2 separate regions of the Mus musculus genome follow, and region 1 is linked to region 2. Evidence: chromatin contacts called from public Hi-C data. All regions are on one chromosome and are shown on one strand. Each heading gives the region's core, a stretch centred on a gene start, on an enhancer-like site or on the middle of the called end of the contact. The rest is flanking DNA. Distances are from core to core; before and after follow the strand shown.

Region 1 (4,461 bases), core at 1,323-3,822, 1.8 Mb after region 2:
TTTGAAGGGTGGGTGTGTGTGTACTAAAGGGGAGGCGGGGGGGGGGGGGAGCCGGAGTAAAAAACTCTTTTACAATTTGTCTGTTTCTTCTTCTCTTTCTGTATCAAACAATCCAGATTCTAGAATTGCTCACTTTCTGCCCCTCCTGGAGAGAAGACACACAATGGAAACAAGAGGTAGGAAGTATATGGCTGGAAACCAACAACCCACAAGGGCTTTTAACCCTGAGCTTTTGGGACAGTCTTAAAGCAGGATGCAGGTCAGAGATTCCCAAATTCATTCAGGAAGTAATGGTCACGCATTTCTCAAATGCAGATGTCAGAATAACTTAAGTGATTTACTGCTGAGTTCTTTCCAGGAGACAGGAACTTGGGGAATGTGTAGTTCTTAAATTTGTTCACTGTTTAGGTCAGGTTTGAGCTGAGGGTAGGGTGACTCTGCCAGACAGAGGAAGAAGAACATATAGGCACGAGTCTATACAAATAGGCTTTGGATCTTTTGTTTTATTTTGTTTTGTTTCTTGTTTTTTTCCTTGGCATCCCAAATTCTTTTCAATTCCCAGTTACATTCCATGGAAAAGTGAAGCCACCCAAAGGACACAAAACACACTCAAACATCTGGCTACTAAATATTATCCACCCCACCCCACCCCCAAGTTGACAGTTCCCTTCCAGATAGCAAGCAGATCTGTTTACCTTCCACTAGTGACGTGAGGAGGGTAACGTTGGCAGCTTTACGTCTCCCTGCTGGCAGATTCAATCCTATCTTGTCCAGTTTTTCTCTTAAAGATCTCCCTCCATTCTTAGACTTCGCTCTGTTTCAGAAACATGGGAGGCAGGGGTGTTAAAAAGATTGATTTTTCTCTTGTCACATCAGAGTCATTCTGAACACTTTCTAAAATGTGTTCTTAAAAACTGAGGGTCATGGTTCCAAGGCAGGAAAAGAGAGAGCAAGAAGGAACTATATAGAAAGATCATGGAAGATGAAAGGCATAGTTGTCATTGCAACTATTGTGGCAGGTTGGGAACTTTCCATTTTCACACACACACACACACACACACACACACACAGTTCTGATTGCAAGAGTTGGAGGTATTCCTGAGTTCCACTGATAACTGTGTTGCTTTCCCTGTTGCTATAATCCCAGCAAAGCCCAGTGGGGTCTTTAAATTGTCTTCACAAGATCTGCTGTTAGGTTGTTCCCAGTGACCAAAGTTATCATCGCGCTCTCATTTCATGTCCTGGCTTTGATCCCAATGGGAAATGCACCTTGCCAAGTGTTTACATGCCATGTCAGGAGCATAACTGGAAATGTCAAGAGGCTGATGGCTGATATCAGCCTTCAAAATTTTTCCCTGATTTCAGAAACAATGGAGTCACTTCTAAATAGATGTCTAAATAGACTCCCATAATCAGAAAGTGGTTAAGATAAATTGTTTAAATAAAACAGCAAATTAATTAATTTCAGATTTTATTCCCTACTCAAGTGGGTCTTTAATTGTGTGGATTAGATTATACTCCCATAGGTGAGCAGTCTCCGATATTGGGGATGGGGGGAGGGGAGGAAAAAGCAGAGGGCAGAGAAAGATCTGTGACAGTAAAAGATAACTAAGGAAAGCCGCTGGTATTAACTCTGCAAAAACCCTCTTAGAGTATGTAGGTGGGCCATACCCACCAAGGCCCAACTGAGAGTTATTAATATACAGGAATAAAGTTAGACAACGAATTACAGGTCTTTTGTAGAGAGGAGAGTAAGAGACATACTCTTTGGCCAAATTTAATACTAGGCCTACAACTCACACCATTGGATAGATCCCTAAGAACACACCTGGCTCTGAAACTTTTCTCTCTTTAGACTCTACCTCCCTGGCCCTTGTGAAAAACAGGACTCACTCACTTCAGAGAGGTGAGACTCCTGTGTTAATGGATGCGACTACATATAATGAACAGAAACCTGTCACACATCACAGCAAATCAGAACGTCAAAAGAACACCCCCCCCCCCCCCCCCCCCGTACAGAGACTGGAGTGGAGGTAGAGGTTCCTTATGGCAGGAAGTGCCAGCAACCAGGGATGGGAGGCACGCAGCAAGCAGAAGTCACTCTCTTTCTTTACTTGAAAACCTGTCTGTTAAATCTCCACTCAAGACCCTACAGTGTAGTAAGGCAAAGCAAGGAGCCCGGAAGCTTTTCTGAGCTTGTAACCTGTGCGCAACCAGGGAAAAGGCAGCAGCACGGCGCCCCACGGCTGCCAAGGCTGGGACTGAGCCCCAGACGTAGAAAACTGCGCCTGCGTGCTGCAGAAAGCGGAGTTCCCGAGTGCGCAGGCGCGTTGCCTCACACCCCACCCCCGCCTTCAGCCACGCCCACAAAGCGCCACTCTTTTCTCTCCGCCCCTTTCACGTCGCGCGTGCAGTACAGCTACCGGCCCAGCGCAGGCGCACTGGGGCCGGGTTCCCGGGGTGGAGCGGGGCGGGGCGGGGCCGGGTGGGGCGGGGCGGGGCCGGTCCGAGCCTCACCTCCGCAGTACTCCGCCCAGGAGCGACGCGTTAAGACACTCGGGCGGTGAGAGGCGCCGCTGTACTTCCGCCACCGTGACCTTGTACTTCGAGGTGGAGCTGAGGAGCGACAGGCGACCCGGAACTGAACAGAAGACTTCGTTGGGGTTTACCACGCCACCGAAGAGGTTGTCCTTGTTAATAGGGATGGCGGAGACAGCATTGCTGTTGGACTTGGACAGGGACACGGGGCCTGCGAAGACAGATGCGGGCGCGTGTGGGGGGCGGACCGACCGAGCGCTGCTCAGCTCAGGAATCCCGAGGCGGCATCCTGCCCTGACCCTTGCAGCAAGCTGTCTAGAGATGGCTGATGCTGTCGCGACCCCCTAGGCTCTCAAAGGGCTCCGAAGTGATGCAGGAGCTTGGGTTTAGGGAGGCAACGAATGGGTTTTATGTGTAAACCCGAGACAGGGTTGGTGTAGTGGGGGTTTTGCTGGCGAAAGGCTCAGTGCCAAAAGAAATTGCTGTTAAAACCAGCAGACAGTTTCGATTGCTGCAGCAGCCAGTAAATGAACATTTCAGTAAGCTAGCAAGTGGTGGATTCTGTTATCACACACTACACGTCCGTCCTTTCATCAATAGACCCTTATGTTCCATTTAAAAGACACTCGGGCTTTGGAGATCATTCCAAGCCCGTGAACAGGACTCAAGAATAGGCCTACAGTTGAACATTAGGAATGCATCCTTTTGTTGAGCAAATACTAAATGAACCCTGTCTGTCTAAGCCCCTTCAAAGGGATGGGGGTTAGGATATATAATCAGTTAAAACCATAAGCTCTTCATTGTTGGATCTACCATTGTTAGAAAACAAATTCAAGACCATCAGAACAAGGGGTTCATTTCTTAACACATGAAATTCAGATGCACCTACAACCGTTTAAGTTCAATGCGTTTGTATCTTAAAATTCCACACAGAGACATATAATAATATGCACAGTCTCATCATAGCACCTCTCATGTTTTTGTTTTGTTTTGCCTTTAAATAGGGATATTCTACTTGTATGGGGAGGTGAGGGCCTCTAGGTTTTGGATAGATCACTTGTGACATTAATAGCTCTGGGGAGGCTAATAGAGACAATAGGAGTTAAACGAACTCGGGAGAGATTACTAATAAAAGAGCCAATTATCATGTCGACTTGGAAAGAGTACCTCTTAACATTTATCCCTTACACATCTAATTTGACATGACAAAGATTTCACAGATGCAAAAATGAAACTTTAAACTAGCTAACAATATACTGATTCGGGGGTTAGAAATGAGAACAGTTTTATATAGCATCATCCTCTGGTGGTGCCCAGAATCCTGAAGTACCTGCCACCATAACAACAAAAGTACTGCTGCTGCATTTAATACAAGAAACTTTATTTCTACCCACTAAGCACAATGCAGATGATAAACCCATGCAAATTATGTAACATCTTTCTTTTCTATATACATAGGTCAACAGTGGGCATCTTCAAGATACTAATTTTAACCAAAAGCTAAATTTTTGCTAACCTAATTCAAGTTTTAAAGCCTTGAAACTCAATCAAGAGACTAGAAACTAAATCAGAGATCTCGAAAGTTGTCCTCCCCTGATAGGGTGCATTTTTTCAATCTGACTTTTTATTAATATTAAATTATTTGTATTATTTCAGCTTGATACACTTTTGAACCCTCATGGCCTTTAACTGCACACAATTAATTAACTATGAGACTATTTCCAAATCGAAATGCCACTTCCAAATCAGGTCAACTAGTGCACATTTCACTTTGTGCAAATATCATTAAACTACATTCAACGCTGAAATCCCGATTAGAACAAAGCTAGCCTGTTGCCATTATCAAGGTCCTGAAAGCTGGTGGTTTAAGCACTGTTCTTCTATGCGTATCTATTTGCTAATTCTGAGCCTTTAGGAAATCCT
Region 2 (4,863 bases), core at 109-2,608:
GTGCACACACACAATCGGAAACAGGTGATGTTGCCTTACAATGACACACTGAAATAAAAGCTTATTTCTTTATACAAGTCTGTGTGTCTATGCCACAGATGGCAAGCAAGGGTCAGAAGACAACTCCTGGGAACTGGTTCTCTGTCATTTCACCTTATTGGTTCTGGGCTTGGCCACAGGCTTGGCCTCAGGTGCTCTTACCTGTCAGCTTGCTGGCCTCACCTTATCTCTTAACCTAGTCTTTTTTTTTTTTTTTTTTTTAATGTGAAGGAGGTACGCTTTCTATTACAAAGCTGGAATGGGAGGAAAACTTATCATGTGCACAGCCTGGAAAAGTCCCAGCTTCGCCAGAAACCTGCAACGCTCTAGTAACAATCATGTCTTCACAACTGGGTTCCAGGTGTGGGATAAGATCAAAGAGCAGAAAAACAAGATTGTGATTTCTCCCATACCTTATCACACAAAAGGGTGAGAGACTGGTGATTTCCGAAACTCTATTCCCCTCAAGGGCTAACAATAGGATTTAAAGTAGACTTTAAGCAGAAGTAATGCTATCTAAAATATTTTTCAAACGTTGTCAGTGTCTTTCCCCTCCAAGTCTCAAACTATCTCAACTCACTTGTAACAGAAATGTTTAACTAAAATTCGGGATTCTGATAATCTACTGTAGAAGTAACGCAGATGTAATTCATTCAAACACAAAAAACCAACCAAACAAAAAAACTCAAAACAAACAACTCATGATAGTAAACTAACAAAATCTTTCAGTGTTTTTCCCAAAGAAGAGAAAAGGAAGGAGGAAAGAAGGAAGACACGGAAAGATAGACAGACAAGGTAGGAAGAAAGAAAGGAGAAGAGAATTCAGCTGTAAAGCCCGAAAGAACGTACAGGGATTTCAGCGACATAAACTTAGCAGCCCTGCAAGAACAGTCAACTCGCTGCAAGGCAAACAGTCACCAGGTAACGGAGAGAGCGGACACAGACCCGGAAATGACTCTGAACTGCAAAAACAGCCAAGGGAATCCGAGAGACCAAGTCTCTGAGCACAGAGAGCAGGGTAGAGGAGGGGTCCGGCCCGGGGGTTCTCAGGCCAACAGGGAACGATGCTCTTCCCGGAAGCGCGCGCCCCGACCACCCCGACGGCGGCGGCGTCCACCTTCTCTGTTGACACGGTGTGGGAGCCCACCCGAGTTCTGCCTGACGACGCCTGGCCGCGCAGCAAGACCCCCACCTCCCAGCTCCGCCGCTGTCACCTCCTCGGTCTCCGTCTCCGCCTCCGGGTCTGCTCCCGCGACGGCCGCCTCGGCCGCCACCTCCCCGGAAGGTCTTCACACGCCGGACCCTGCGCGCCACTTCCGCCTAGGCGTCTCTGTGCGCGTGCGCCGGCGCGCGGCTCCGCCCCTTCGCCCTCCCCACCCCCTCGGCTGTTTCTACCTCTCCACCCTGCTCCTGCGTGCTCTGAGCAAGGGTCCTGTCCATCTCGTGGCTTCTGCGACCCAGTTGACTTCACATCCGCGATCGTGAGCCGGGGCGTGTGAAGGATGCCAAGGTTTAGAGTGCTCGAGCCGGATCTCAGCAGCCTGAGGTTCCCTTTCCCCAGCCTCCACCTTTTGATTCAAAGGGATGAAGTTGCTTCTCAACTACTTTCCTGTCCCAGTTCTCCGGACTCACTCCTACCCTTCTGGCCAAGGTGGACTGAAGAAACAGGAAGCCTGCGTCACATGCCCTTACAGTGATGATGGTTTGTAATTGGCCAGAAATGAACCAGGATTGTGTTGACATGCCACTCACTGCTTGAAATGTAAATCCCTGGCTTGGAGTCTGACAAATGTTATAAAATCTCTGATATTTGATCGCCAAATATCATAAATTATTCCACATTGAGAGCTACACTTACAGTTACTGAGATACAATGAAGAAAATGCCAAGATGGGCTTGGCGATAAGGATTATTACGATTACCTTAACCGGAATAGTATTCAAGAGTCTGCTTTGAAAAGGGGTGAATAGTGTCAACAGAAACGTTACAATCCGGTCAGATGTGTGTAAGTTTTAAAATTTCACAAGAATTAGGCATTGGGAAGCATTTATGCCTTAGGAGAGAATCTCTGAAGTGGTGAGGGAAAAGGTCCAGCTAGACATTTTAAAAATACCAGCCTTGCTAAGCCAGTTTTGTATGAAAGTTGAAACTTTAAAAAAAGGGGAGGAAAGAAAAAATCCTAAAGAGAATAACAAAGCCCATTTAGACATTTAGAGATGTCATTCTATGGCTCAACAATAGCAAATAGTAGCAGTAAAACAACTGTCAGCCAAGAAGGAACATTATTTATCAAACACCTGTTGAATGTGCCTATGTGTAGGGTCATATGCATAATTTATAAGTAGCTTATATGGACTTCCAGCCCTTAAGGAGTTATAGGACATAGGTGAGAAGGTAAATGGTAATATAAATCTGGAATACAAGAGGGGTTAAGGTCCACCCACTCTTGCTTAGGCAATCACAATAGCCTAGCTGGCTTCTATTATCTTTTACTTCCTTACAGCCTAATTCTGCCCAAGAGCAGGATTTGATGCTGCTTTGCTCTCAATGCTTTAATGGCTTTTACCATCTCATTGAAACCTAAAACCCTCTCCGTGGTTTGCAACTTGTTCTTGATGGGTCATATCCAAACAACACTTTAGAATTCATCTAACCCCCGTCAGGCACGACATGCCTCACTTTGCTTTGCTTTTCCTATTCCTTTGGTGTGGCACATTGCCCTCAGATATGTCCACTGGGAATGAAAACCAAGCATTTACCAACTGTTACCGTGGAATTAGGGATGAGGTGAGTGAGAGAGTAAGCAGGTAAGAGCAGCCCTGTTTGCCAATAGGAGCAAGGAAGACTGCAGTTATGGCCAGCCACAAAGCTAGATCCGAAACAGGGTTACCATTGCCTGTGGACTCATGAGGAATGCATACTCTTAATGTGAAGACAAGAAGCGCAGTCTCAGCATGTTGATAGCTTTTGACTAACCACAGAACAAACAGAAGAACCAAGGAACTATTCCCACAAAAGATAACCTCATGCCCAAACTCTATCCTTGAGAGGGAAACAGATCCCGTGACTCTTGATGAAAAACATTGTATTGCCACTGAGAAACACTGTATTTCAGTTTAGTGGTCATCTCCCAGCACACTTGAAGCCATTTGCACAAGGAGTTACTCTGTAGAAAGTAAATTACCAAGTCGCCAAGGGCCATTGTGCATAAATGCTGAGTGGATAGTGATGTTGAAGACTCAAAATGGAGGCCTAGTGGTGAAAGGCATGCTGTCCATAATCTATCTCACAAGGGCATCCCCAAAGTATGTAAAGTCCTTCAGAGAATGAGTATTTAACAACAGACAAGGTCTTCTCTGATCTGTGCTGTTGATGCAAGGAAGGGGCTGCTGGAAGCTCTTGAAAAAAAGTCTACTTTTTAGGGTCCAAAGTGGGAAATTAGATACTAATTGCACATACAAGGAAACTGAGATTTCATTACTAGACAGACTTGAAAAATGTTCAGAAGGTGTTCTCTTCTCCTGACAACTTTTTGACCAACCTGCGCAGATCTTGACTGATGGACCTGGGATCCGAGGTCCTGAAAGAATGGGGCAGACTATGGTGTAATGCTGCAGACAATCTTATTACAGTTTCAGTGCACAAAAGCACATGAGTGTAACCAAAGAAAGCAATAATCCAAGTAAGGTTTGTTTCAGTTCAGAAAAACATGTAAATCAATGCCAGTAAGCACATACTAAATATTAACAGAGCAGCCCTTTCTCAGGACAGAGAGCAATTGAGACACAATTTCCTGGCATGTATTATAGATTATATCTGGGAAAGCATGAAAGCAAGGCAGAAGGTCATATCCAGATTCAGGGTACACTGACCAGCTTGGTTTCTATAGCTATGACCTGACATCCAACAAGAATAACCATGTCTTCAAAATCGAATGTAAATGTTTGTCACAGGAGGCACCAAACTGTGTTCAGTAACAATTCAGGGGTCAAGGTTCACCTGCTGTAAAAGGCTCTCTGCCTTTTCCCCCCTGGAACTTCTTTCACAGTTCCCCAAGGCATTGTTCGCCTTAGGTCAATATTTTACCAAGTTCCCAAAATAAGACTCTGAGATCAGATGCTAATTTCAGAATTTCAGAGGCAGCATTACTACCAAAGACTTTAAAAATATAGGGGATGTTGCCATGAGTTGTTTGGTCCTCTGCAGTAGTCAGACAAACCGTGATGTGCAGTTGCTGGGCTCTAGTCAACCTATCTAAGTAACTCCAACAGTAGCTACTGTCAAATGAGTGAGTTTTAATGAGAATGCATGTTTTTATGTGATTATTGGTCTGGCAGATGCCCCATTGGTGAGGTAGAACAAGATCAGTTGGCTCCTTCATGAAAATAACTGGAGTATGATCCAGCCCTGCAGGAATTGTGCCTGACATAAAGGGTTCCAGCTCACCTTGTTTCTCTGTAGTCTCAACATGCTAATTAGATCTAGAGAGGAGGAAAGACCTATGTGCCTAGGTATATGTGATGTATATGTGAAGTAGGGTGGGCAAGAAAACCCACCTTGGAGTTTGGAGTCTGCCAGTATTGTGGATATCTGAGGTGGAGAGTGCTTGTGACATATTCTTACTTTGGTTTATCTCAACCAATGACTTGAGACAGGAGTGTGCAGGGTAGCAAAAGGTAGATAAGGGAGAGACCAATAGCAAGAAAGGCATTCCAGATCTCATTACAGAGGCTGCTGCCCTTTGAAGTGGATGTAATTTTATCAGGGCTGAAATCTCAAATGGATTTCCCATAAAGATCAGTAGTTTGCCTTAAAGGAAATTGT

What was found. Hi-C and Micro-C count contacts between places; a contact is called where the count stands out from the background.
Region 1: a Hi-C map of CD8 T cells shows a contact between it and region 2, with 3 times the contacts expected there. The contact joins the enhancer-like site here to the promoter of Slc35b3 in region 2. A contact is called at or near these places in 3 of 39 promoter capture datasets (the 3T3-L1 cell line, cranial neural crest and maxillary cranial neural crest), 7 of 484 Hi-C or Micro-C datasets (CD4 T cells, CD8 T cells, the G1E-ER4 cell line and 2 more), 4 of 115 datasets of contacts at active chromatin or transcription factors (embryonic stem cells, kidney, large pre-B cells and 1 more) and 6 of 9 other capture datasets (adipose tissue, embryonic stem cells, embryonic tail and 3 more).

The regions. Positions count from the first base shown.
Region 1 is chr13:40,720,574-40,725,034 of GRCm38.p6, forward strand. It overlaps Tfap2a (transcription factor AP-2, alpha), which reads right to left. Exons shown (of 7, transcript NM_011547.5): 4 at 2,518-2,749; 5 at 696-814. Among named protein-coding and RNA genes, the nearest start is that of Gm26688, 5.0 kb to the right of the region's middle. Within about 2 kb of position 2,573, at least 262 of the 459 cell types and tissues checked have an H3K27ac peak or open chromatin away from gene starts, as enhancers often do. A contact at or near this core is called in CD8 T cells, the G1E-ER4 cell line, Th17 cells and 1 more, where this site is marked.
Region 2 is chr13:38,959,179-38,964,041 of GRCm38.p6, forward strand. It overlaps Slc35b3 (solute carrier family 35, member B3), which reads right to left and starts at 1,359. Exons shown (of 10, transcript NM_134060.4): 1 at 1,254-1,359. It overlaps 5033403F01Rik (RIKEN cDNA 5033403F01 gene), which reads left to right and starts at 1,441. Exons shown (of 3, transcript NR_131019.1): 1 at 1,441-2,044.